2 separate regions of the Rattus norvegicus genome follow, and region 1 is linked to region 2. A link is a contact called in public HiChIP or PLAC-seq data. All regions are on one chromosome and are shown on one strand. Each heading gives the region's core, a stretch centred on a gene start, on an enhancer-like site or on the middle of the called end of the contact. The rest is flanking DNA. Distances are from core to core; before and after follow the strand shown. Region 1 holds the start of Mxd4 (Max dimerization protein 4). Region 2 holds the start of Rnf4 (ring finger protein 4).

What was found. HiChIP or PLAC-seq counts read pairs in DNA pulled down with a chosen protein or histone mark.
Region 1: a contact with region 2 is called in an H3K27ac HiChIP or PLAC-seq map of oligodendrocytes, with 3 times the contacts expected there. The contact joins the promoter of Mxd4 here to the promoter of Rnf4 in region 2. A contact is called at or near these places in 3 of 12 Hi-C or Micro-C datasets (the A7r5 cell line, frontal cortex and mammary epithelial cells) and 1 of 1 datasets of contacts at active chromatin or transcription factors (oligodendrocytes).

What each region holds. Positions count from the first base shown.
Region 1 is chr14:80,783,769-80,789,488 of GRCr8, reverse strand. Mxd4 (Max dimerization protein 4) reads right to left here and starts at 2,708. Exons shown (of 6, transcript NM_001394732.2): 1 at 2,489-2,708; 2 at 2,308-2,407. The coding sequence starts at 2,552.
Region 2 is chr14:80,644,304-80,650,120 of GRCr8, reverse strand. Rnf4 (ring finger protein 4) reads left to right here and starts at 2,983. Exons shown (of 8, transcript NM_019182.2): 1 at 2,983-3,104. It overlaps Cfap99 (cilia and flagella associated protein 99), which reads left to right. Exons shown (of 21, transcript XM_063273839.1): 16 at 1-3,110.

The DNA of each region.
Region 1 (5,720 bases), core at 1,459-3,958, 140 kb before region 2:
TCATTCAGGTTTCCAAGTGGCTCTCTCAATCTAAGGGAATGCCACAGACCAACAAGGTCCCCAGGCTGCTGCATATATGAGCAGAAAGCTCAGGACACACTCAGTCAGCCCTAGGCTCTCCCTGTGTTCTGCTACTGCCTACCTGTCCTTTCCTCTGTTGCTCTAGAGCTTGGATCTGGGATCTTTTAAAAGTGTGCACACTCCACCTGCCCCATCATCTACTGGAGCCATTAGGGTACAAGCTCACCCATCTTCCCTCAGGCCCTGCTGATTCCTGGGCTCTCCCGGGTACTTCCAAGGCTCTCCCAAAACCTGCTAGTCACTTGGACCAGCCCAGAGCCTCAGAATCCCTCCACAGGCCAATCAGAGCCAAGAAGGCAGTGCAGAAACTGCTCGATGGCCTCTGAAGAATTGCCTTTCAGTTCTCCAAATGGCAGCCTGACTGGGTCTGTAGGTCTACTAGTTTGTGTAGCAGGTTAGGGTCAGCAGAAGGAGCCTTCGGTGTTGAGGAGCTCCCTCAACTCCTGTACTAGAAGATACTACTTGTCTTGCCAGCTCCCGATCCTGGACTAGAGGGCCACCTTTTAGCAGCATGGGGGTTGACCTTTCTTGGAACTCGTCCTGAGTTTGTCACACAAATTCTAAAAAGCACCTGTGCCCGAGGAGAGGCCATGGTTGTGTCAGATGCTGCCTGGGCACCACCTGGATCTGACCCTTCTGCTTCCATTCTCAAAGAACCTCACCCTAAAGGCTGACTCAGGCACCCTCCCATGGGTGACCTATCCATCTCTCACACTAGCCTGCCATACCAGGGCCTGTCCTTCAATTTGCCAGGACACAGAAGCCTTATAGTTTCAGAACTTCCCTTCCACATCTGGAATCCCAGCTTTTCAACTGAGCTGGCTGAGAATAGACTCTGAGCAATGACCGAGGAGGGAAGGGCTGTGTCTGCCTGCCACCCCTCAGGCTTTAGGCCTTGAGGGAGTACATTCTGTCCAAGGAAACTTTAGGGGAGGTGCACCCAAGTCAAGTCAGAGAGGCCCTTTGCAGCCCCTGCCCCTTGCACCCAGTTCTCCACCCCAGCAGAAAATGGAAGGCTAGGACCTCATCCAGGAACAGGGAACAAAGGTGGTTAAGTGGCCCTGCACGAGTAATTGCATCTGTCTATGCCTTGGCTTCCTCAGTTGTAAAATGGAGATCAAAATAGGGCTTCATTTACAAGGCTGGGTCAGACTGCTTACTTGTGTATATGGCAGAAGCATTCAAGGGCCTCAGCTCAGGAATGCTACCATTCCTATCAGCTGTGGGTACTCCATGCCACAGGAACCTGAGCTCTCAATCTGGGCTTCGGGGCAGACAGAAGCTGGGGCCAGGCCATCTCACTGTGGAAGCTTGGGACAGTGAGGCATCCAGCACACTTATGTCCTTCTGCAAACTGCCCAAAGCAGGAGACCAGGGGCTGGGGCTCAGGCAGTTGCTAATTCAACCAGTTCTTTGCCAGGCCCAGGACACCACAGAAATGGGTCCTTGTGCCAGCCTCTCTGTTTCCCAAGAACAGACAGGCCACAGGAATGAGCCGCACCCTCTGCCAAGGGGCCCTGAAGCCCCCAGCCTGCCAGGGAAGCTCTCACACTGACCACACAGGAGTAGCTGGGCCAAGGTTGGCCCCCTAGACAGTGTCAGGTGTGCCATGGCCCCCACTGCAGCCAGGAAGGTGGAACCTTTAGGAGTCCCTAAACCTCAGCTTCAGGGCTTCCTCCAAGCACAAGGGCAAGGCAAAGAGAGTGTAGTTGGGCCTGGGGACTTTTGGGAGAAGTAGCTCCCTGCAGCACTTCGCGACAAAGACAGCCCTATACTTGTAGTTGGAGTTTCCCTGTCAATAGGCTGCGCAGGACCCGTAAGTACCAAGGGAGAGATCTCTGTCCAGGCTCCTGGGGATAAGGTGCAGGGCCTAAGTGCAATGCCAGCTCTGAGAAGTGCAAGGGAGGGAGGAGTCCCCAGTTCGGCCCAAACGAGGGAGTAGCGGTCGGCACCAACTGACAACTCCTCTCCGGTCTGGAAAAGTCCAGAACGGCTATAGGCGAGCGCGGCCGCTGTACGCGTGGCACTGTTTACGGCGGCGGGGAGGCGCGGCCGCGGGAAGATGGCGACGCGCGGGCGGGGCCGGCACCTCCTCCAGGCCGGCCGCCCGGGTGCGCGCAGGACTACACTGGGGACGCGGAGAGGACGGGGGACACTCGGGCGGGGCTGGCCTGAGCTGGCTTGGCACAGCGCGCGGGGGTGGGAGGTGGGGGTTGGGGGCGGTACCTGTTGTTCGGGGCCTTGCGCACCAGGCCGGCCGTCTTTGTTTTCTTCCTGGCGAAGTCACCGTCGAAGGGCAGCACCGAGGCGTAGCCGTGCTCGGCCTCTGCGGGACAGACGGTGCGGTCAGCAGCCCCCTGCGCCCGCCCGCCGCCCACCCACCCTGGCACAAAGGGGCGCGGGCTACCTCGGTCCCTACGCTCCAGGTACTCGGCCGCCTCCAACAGCAGCAGCAGAGAGTTCAGCTCCATCCTGCCGCCCGCGCACGGGACGGCGGCGGCGGCTGCCCGGCGCGCTCCTGCCGGCTCTGCTCGCCGCACGCCCCGCGCCTGGCGGCACACCAGCGCGACTCGCGGACTCCAGCGCTGGGCCGCCACCCTCCGCCTCAGGCCCTCAAATTGACACATAAGTAGAGCAGCAGTCGACACAGCCAATGGGTGTGTGCGCTCTTTCCTAGGGGGCGGGTTCTTGGCAAGCCTTGGCCAATAGGGACTGGCCGAACGCCTCGGGCAGGGCTGAGAATGTTGACAGATGCGAAGCTTGACTGGGATAGGCTGGCTCCAGTAGTAACAATTTAGAAGCCCAAGCTTAGCAACAGCACGTGGTGGCCCAGCCCCAGTGTTCGCTGACTGGCGGCCATCGTGCATGTTAAGTAGGCATTGCACACCGATTGGGCCAGATCGGTCTATGTAAATTGGGTCCCCGGACCAATGGCGGGCGACGGGGCGTGGGGCCAATGAGGACGCCCGGGCAAGACGGGTTGCCGAGAGGAAGCACTGCGCGGTGGGACTGCTGCCCGGCCTACGCGGGGGCCAGGAGGACGTGGACCGTGTCTCGGGAGACACCCCGCAGGATGCGCTGCGGACACGCGCCCCGGCGCTTTGTCGTGCCCATGCATGTCGTGCGCAACGACCTGTTGCCGGGAGTCAGCTGTACCATAGTCTAGGTGGAGGACTGGGCTTGGGGCCTGATTGGGGCGGGAGCTGGGATCTTGCTTAAGAACTGCAAATGACACCTGTCTCTGCTTGAATAGTGGCTTCTGGGGGAGGCTAAAACTTGGGACGGGGACGCAGACCTTTGGAATCTAAAAGCCTCTTAGATATCAGACCCAAAGTAGGTAGGATCAGCAATCAGGGGTGAAAAGGAAGGTCACCAGGCTTAAGGAAAAGGCACCAAGACCTACTGACACTACTGCGCGAGAGGGATCCGGGAGTGTAGTCTGCTTACGGTGCTTGGTCTGAGGGTAGGGCCATTCCAAGAGCCAGGCTATGGTGATAAGAGAGTGAGCTTTTCAGCAAGCTCCTGGCTGTCTTGGTCACTCTAAGCCCTAATTACCCGGACTCCTCAGACTGGCCTATAGATAGATGCATGGGGGAAGGGAAGCTCAAGATGCCTTAACACCATCTTTGTATCCAACCCCTCCCACCTCTTGATCCTCTCCGTGTTTTTAGGTTGAGGACAAAACAGCAGGCAGGAGAGGTGTGTGGGAAATAAGGTGGCTAGACAGCAACCCTTAAAATGGAAGGGGGCTACTGTAGCAAACAATAAAAATTAACATTGATCTTTACTTTATGACCAGCCTTATACATGCTTCCTTGTGGATCTCCATATGCCCAATATGCAGATAAGGAAACTTGCAGAGCCCCCTTGAAATAGAAAAATGGAGATTAGTGCTCCCACACTCAGGGCTGTTAACAATCTGGGAATGTGGAAACCAGAGCCACCTCCCTCCCAGTCTGGGTGTGAGCCACAGATGTCTGACCTGTGGGGCAGGATTAAGAATAACAGGTGCTCAGACAGAGCCCTGCAAAAAACAAAAGAGGAACCTTATGCTGCCATAAACAGTCCTGTATAGGCACTGAAAGAACTCCCTGGTGTTGGCTGAAGTGCCTCCCTGACCAGCCCCACAAGCACTCTGGGGCCACGGCAGATAGAGCCCACCAGTCTGTAGAACTGCCCAGTGTTGTAAAGGAGAAAGGTGTCCATCTTTCTGGAGCACTGAGGCCCAGGCTCTATGCTGAGCTTAGGGCCCCTGAGCTTAGCGTGGGGGCCCAGCATTTGGAAGGGCACACCCTTGCTTTGGCGGGCTGGCGAATTGCCTCCAAGTACTAAAGCAAAACTGACCTCCCCAGCCTGCTGCCTCCTGCTATTGGAACGGGATGTCCCAGTGTGCTGAAGTGGACCACAAGGGTGACCATAGCCTCCTAGCCTGGGAGATTTTTAATATCAGCTGAGCACACTAGCTCCCACTGGCTGCGTCCAAGACAAAGCATGTTCCAGTGCCAGAAGTGCTCTCCCTCTCTGAGAACATGTGAAAGCTGGGAGGAGCAGGTAGTAGTGACCTAATAAGTGAAGGTCGGCCGTAGAGGAGTCCTATGGCCTGCTGCCCAAGGAAGCTGCAAAATGAGCTGACTTCCCTGGGGAGATCTGGAAGCCGCAGCTCAGAACAGGAAATGCTTGCAAGTACAAAGGGTAAGTTTGTCCCCTACAGACAGAGGGGTCTCTACACCCATGACTTCCCAATGGGGTGGGGGCACCAGCATCTGTGCATCTGTGTCCCAGAGTTCCCAGGATTTGGGAAAAGAAGGCATCAGGCTAGCCAACCCAGGCCACCTTCTTCATCACAGGTCATAGTGACCTGCCAGGCCCATCCAGGGAAGGCCAGTGCCTCAGATAGACAGAGCCCAGACTTTCGCAGCTGGAGACTGCAGAGTCCAAGGTGGTGAGCAAGACACCTCCACTCTTGGCAGTGTGCATTGCCACGAGTCCTCAGTGCCATCTTCCCTCACAAATGGTAAGTCAGCATGACCCAGGAGAAAGGACATAGGGCCTCCCCAGGTTTGGGTAGATGGCCAGGGATAGCAAGTCTTTGCCTGTCTGGCCTTTCCCTAGCTGGCCTCCCTACCTCCATTTCTCTGACTAGGAATGAGGCTAGCACCTATTTCTGGGACATCTGGAGGATTAACCAAAGAGCTTTTGGTCTAGTATGAGAAAGGGCTGCCACCCCACCCCCAGTTTCAAAGTGCTGAGAAACCTTTAGAAGGCTGCTCGTAGGTCCTTCTCCACTTACCCAGCCCTGACTTCCTTTCTCTGGGACCAGAATCATCAGCTTTACAGTAGACAGCACCCTCATACTTTCCTGTCCAGGTATGGCAACATTCCCCAGGCTTCTTAGGACCAGGGAGTGTCCCACATAGCCAGAGTAGAAAGGTTGGTGAGGCCTACTCCAGCTCTCCCTCTGATTACCTGACCCTGACCTGCTCCCTCTCCTCTCACCTTTGGCTACTTCAGTCATTATGGTAGACACCCACAGCCATCACGCCTCAGCCCTAGCATCCTGTTTTGCTTATGCCCTGGCCCACTTGTCAGAATCCTGCAGCCGGCACCTGCCTCTCCTCAGCCCATCAGTAGGTAGCTCC
Region 2 (5,817 bases), core at 1,734-4,233:
CACTTCTTAGAAGCTTCCATATCCTCAGACCGTACAGGACCCACACAGTTTAAGGAAAGAGCTGACTCAGACCAGCCCGCCTCTGACTGCTACATGTGCTCTGTGGTACATGTATGTGCACTCAGTAAGTAAACAAGCCAGGTGATGTGACACATGTCTTTAATCCCAGCACTTGGGAGGCAAAGGCAGACAGAAGTTTGAGGCCAGCATGGTCTACAAATTGAGTTCCAGACTACATGAGATCCAGCCTCAAAAAAAGTAAACTAAAAAATGTGTAAAATCTCAAATATTCCAAGAATTCAGGAAGTTGAGACAAGAGACCTCGGGTTAGAAACCAATCTGTTCTATGTAACAAACCCTATCTCAAAAAACCAAAAGATGACAAATATAAAACCTACAGTGGGTGTGGTGGCACTGCCTTTAATAGTACTTGGGAGGCAAAGGCAGGCCCATGTCTGAGCTGGAGGCCAGCCTGGTCTACAGAGCAAATTCCAGGACAGCTGGGGGTAGACAGAGAAACACTATTGGAAAGAATATAAAAAAAATCCCTTTCCATTCAAACAAACAAACAAAATATGCCCAATTATACTACCACTTCCTAGCCCATTCTAACACAGATCTTCCCCCTTTTGTTTTTTTTTTTTTTTTAAATTTTTTTTTTCTGGAGCTGGGGACCGAACCCAGGGCCTTGCGCTTGCTAGGCCAGCGCTCTAACCACTGAGCTAAATCCCCGACCCGATCTTCCCCCTTTTTCCTCATCTTAAAAAATTAAATCTATGAGGTCCTTTGCTTCTGTTTTTCATACTAAGTCAAAGCAGTCCCTTGAACTTTTTTCCTCACCTATTAGAGGGGTTCTCTGTGAAAACAGGTGTGGTTTGTGCCACCTAATCAAGGTCAAAAGGGAACCCCTGCTATTTTGGGTTTTCCTTTAAGGTGTGCCTCAGACTAGCCAGGTAGGTGTCTAGGATTTGAGAAAGCAGCGTCTGGGAGAGATGTGTTCAGAGGGGCAAGAGAGCTGACTGTTACACTGTTAGATAAACGAGAGCTGGAAAGATGTGAACTGGCTGCTCACAACTGCAATTCCAGCTCCAGGGAATCCAATATCCTCACACACACATACACCGGAAAAACACAAATTCACAAAATGAGGAAAGATACCTTTAAAGGGATGGAGCAAGGGTAAGGATCTTTATAAGTCGTGTGAATGGGGTTGCAAGCAGTTCACATCAGATCTAAGAAACAGAAACTTACTAATTACAGATAGAAACTTTAACTTGCAAGGACTTAACATAGGACAAATAAAACTTTTTTGATTTTTTGTTTTTGTTTTTTTGTTTTGTTTTGTTTGAGGCAGAGTTTCTGTATAGCCTTGGCTGTCTTTGAACTAGCCTATAGACTAGGCTTGGCTCACACTTAAAGAGATCTGCCTGCCTCTCCCTCCTGAGTGCTTGGATTAAAGGTGTGGGCCACCACTGTCTGCTAGAAAGTTAGAACTGTTTTACTGCAAACAGAACCTTTAACCTATAAGGTATAGTATTCTTGTTTTGGTGTATTCCTGTTCTGGTGTCACTTAAGTATTCAAAACTTTTTTTTTAATAAAAAAAATCTACATTTTTCTTACAAATGTAAGTTCTCTTTATTCCAATTTATAACATTTAGAAAACATGCTCAAAACATCAAAACACATTTTACACTGGAGTCAGATGTGTTATTTATCATACACTTTTTTCATACACTTTATCATTCATATATATATATATATATTCATATAATTCCACAAGACCTCAGAGGTTGTAATATTGCAAATACTAACAGTCCGGTTTTAATCTGCTTTGCCATGCTAATCAAATCTCCCAGGATGTATACCCCCATAGAAGCAATTCAACCACATTTAGGACAATCTTCAGATAGTCTGAGGGTCCCCATCCCTTTCTTTCTAGTTACTATTTATCTATGGATAGATCATTTTCCAGTTGCTAAACCCATGCCTCAACCTAGCCCAGGGGCAGGTGCTCAAGAAAAACAGCGTTCTAGCAGCATTCTGTTTTGCTGCCCTGCAGCAGGACCTAGCATGCACATATATTACCTGTTAGCCCTCACATTCTTTCACAGAAGTAAAAAGGATATTGAGATTTGCCTAAAATCATTATACTGGTTTTCAGATTGAGGTAAGGGAGATTCATCTACAACACGAGATGCCCTCAGACCCAATTCCAGGCCAAGGTCTTGCCTGAGGCCTGCCCTTCTTAGCCATTCTTCAGTGGTGTTTGAGTTCTCATTTGAGCCGTGCCTTCCTCACCCCTCGCCTCTGCTCCTGACACACTGGGCGGCTAACCAGCAGTCTCCTGGACTTGCACAGCTCTACTCTCCCCCGGCTTTAGCACACAAAATGTCTAGCTGGACGTTCTCTTCCGTCTAGTGTTCAAGCTTCCTCCAGGTAGGCCTCCCAAACCTATAGGTGAGCCCCTGGCCTCCGGATGATGGTACCCGTGAGAAGGAGAGCCGGGAACCGACATGCCCACTCAGAGTCTGGCATTTACGGTGCAAATCCGGGTCTGGTTGCCTGTGGATCAGCAGAAAATTGGGACCTTATGCGAGTCTCCCGTAGGCCTCATTAACGACAAAGGAGACTGAGAAGGGTATGGAATGACTGATAGGGATTGTGGCTTAGTGCTAGGTGCAGCCGGAGGGCTATAGTAAAACAGGTCAGAAGTCAAACGAAAAGTAAAACAACCAGTAGGCAAGCTCACGAGGATGCCCCAGCAACGACTCCGCCAAGTTCTCGTGGGAGGAGCGCGACCGGCGGTACTCTCGCGGGAAGTGGAAGCTCCCGCAAGCAAGCGGGGGCGTGGCCGGAAGAAGGTGCATTTCAAAGTGGTAATAGATGGTTTTCTCACCCAATAAAATTGCAACTTCTCCTTCCTAAACCGGTAGAGCACGAGAGTAAAGGCGGGAGAGGGCGGGCCGGTGCCGGACGAGCGGAAGTGGGTCTTCGTGAGACGGTGGAGTCTTGCTTGAGCGGGTCTCCTCAGCGGCTGCTGGATTAGGTGCGTCCTTGCTCGAGCGCGGTGGCCAAGGCGTTTGGCTGATAACACCAACTCCAAGTAAGGGTAAGCTTCGCAGGATGGAGGCGGCGGGTGCGGGCTGTGCGGGCGTGGAGCGCGGGCGGCCTCTTGGCCTGCCTTGGGGTTGGTGCCCGCCCGCCTGTCGCGGAGCCGCGCCTCTTGGGGTTGGGCCCTCTGCCTACTGTCCGGGAGAGCGCGCGATTGTCGGAACATGGAGCGCCGCACTCATCGGAAGTAGGGAAATCTCTGTGTGGGGCTCCGCTCACCAACCCACAGCCTGGCCGGAGAACCTTTTTTGCAAAGTAGGAAGGGAAACTGAGGCTCAACGAGGGGAGGGGGGGCGCCCAAGGTCACCCATTTGGCTGGGCGGGCGGATCGGCGAAAACCTGAGCTAGGTTTTTGTTCCTTGCTGACGACGCAGCCTTTGTGTGTTGGCGTCGCGCCCCGCCTTCTTGAGGCCTGCGAGTTTGCTGGGGCACCCAGGCCGCGTGGCGGGCCTTATCTAAGCTGCGAGAGAGCCGAGGACGCTTGCGGGCCTTGGAACTGAATGGGGTTTGGGCTTCCAGAAGCCGCTTTCGGCCCCCTATGGTTAGTAAGGCGTGCGTTTGAGACTTAGAGCCCAGCCCTTAAGCCCTCTCGGGGTCTTCCCTCAGGGCACATATATACTCAGGAATAGGAAACCACATGATCCTTAACCTTTAACACTGTTTCCTGTGGACGCCATTGTCCACATTTTGATTCGAGGGGGGAGGAGTTCAGATCTGGGCTGGGCGTTTCTGCCCCCTTTTTTTAAAAAACTCGTTTTTACCCATGGGCGTTTTAAGCTTCATTTCTTCGGTCTGGCCCTCCGTTTAGGTTGCCCAAGTGATTGGGGAGACTGAGGTCTACAAAAGCTAGGTAGTCTGAGGTCTTTCAGCCTGCAGATTGACTCTTGTTCCTGACAATAGTGAGAGGGAACTTCTCCAACCCAGACCCTACACACACCTGGTGCTTTTTCTTTTTAATGGATGGAGAAAACACTTGGGATCCGGTGTACGTGTGAGTTCGATATGAAATGAGTGCAAAGTCGTCTTGCTTAACCTTTGTATTTATACTTGAGCCCGCAGCTATAATTTTCTAAAAAGCCTCATTTTTAAACAGTGCTAATCACTTTTTGGGTGGGGGCTTTTCCAGACAGGGTTTCTATGTGTAGCCCTGGTTGTCATGGAACTCACTCTGTAGACCTGGCTGGCCTCAAACTCAGAAATCCCCCTGCCTCTGGTTCCCAAGTGCTGGGATTAAAGACACGGTTGACTACATTTTTTACAGTTCTCAAATAATGAGTTTTTTTTTTTTTCTATCAGGGGACCTCTTATAACAATTTTCTAAATACTTTGAAGAGTGCTTGTGATTCCAGCCTTTCAGAGGTAGGGGAAGTAGAATCAGGAATCTAAGGTCATTCTTGTTGGGTTCTATGTGGAATCGAGGCTAGCCTGGGCTACTCCGAGACTCCCATTGCAAAAACAGTTCTGGTTTTGTTTGTTTCCTTGCTTATTTGGTTGTTTTGTTTTTCCCCTAAGGAAAGTTGATTTCTTGGTGAGTATGTTTATTTCATTCCTGAACAGTCAAGGGGTATTGTTTTGTTGGGACTGGAGATTGAACATAGAGCTTGATGCATGTTAGGCAGCTCCTCTACTGCTGAGTTACATCTCTGGCCCTCTTTGTATTCATTGCCAATACTGATGTGTGTATATGATGTGAGCACCCGTGTGCCTTGATGTGTGTTTGGTGGTGAGAAGACAACTTGCTAAGTCTACTCTTTCTGGTTTGTTTTTTTTTTTTTTTTTTTTTTTTTTTTTGGTTCTTTTTTTCGGAGCTGGGGACCGAACCCAGGGCCTTGCGCTTCCTAGGCAAGCGCTCTACCACTGAGCTAAATCCCCAACCCCCTCTTTCTGTTTTTTTATGAGATTACTTCGGTTTCAATTAATTTATCAGGTCTCTATATAGCAAATGTTTTACCTGCTATGTATGGTAAACCAACTCCTCATTTTACTTTTTGAGATAGATAGCATTTCCCTAAGTTACCTAGGCTGTCCTTGAACTTCTTTGATAATCCTGGCAGGCTTTGAATTTGGCAGTCCTCCTGACTCAGCTTCTGGTGTAACTGAGATCATGGGATTATATAGCATCAGAGCCTGTAAGAATCTTACTACCTTGCCTCTTTGTTTCCTGATAGAGACTATAATTTTACATATATTGAAAGAATCCATCCCCCCCCCCCCCAGATCTGAAACTCTTCATATCCCTCAAGAAATAAAGTATAGCCAAACTGGTGGCTAATGCTTGTAATCCTGTCTATTCAAGAAGCTGAGGCAAGAGGATCACAAATAACTGGGCTGAGGAATGAGTTCTGGGCAAGTGAGTTAGCCTCACTCTCCTCTCTGTGGGTGTGGGGTACATATGCCTCCAGAGACCAGGTCTCTAGGCCTTAGGCTTCCTGTCTACCCCATCTCCCCAACAAACACACTCACTCAGTAGGGTTTACAGGTGAGCACTCTGCTGTGCCTAAGCATTTGTATATTGGAATCTGAACTCAGATTCTTATATAATGGAGATATGTAGCTCAGTGATAGTTCACGTATTAGCATGTGTTAAGCCCTAGGTTCAAATTAAAATACCTTTCCTGCCATTTCTCCCCAGTTAACTTGCTATCTCTTCAAAGCATCTAATGAGCAACATAATTTAAATGCAGTTTCATTAAGAAAAACACAAC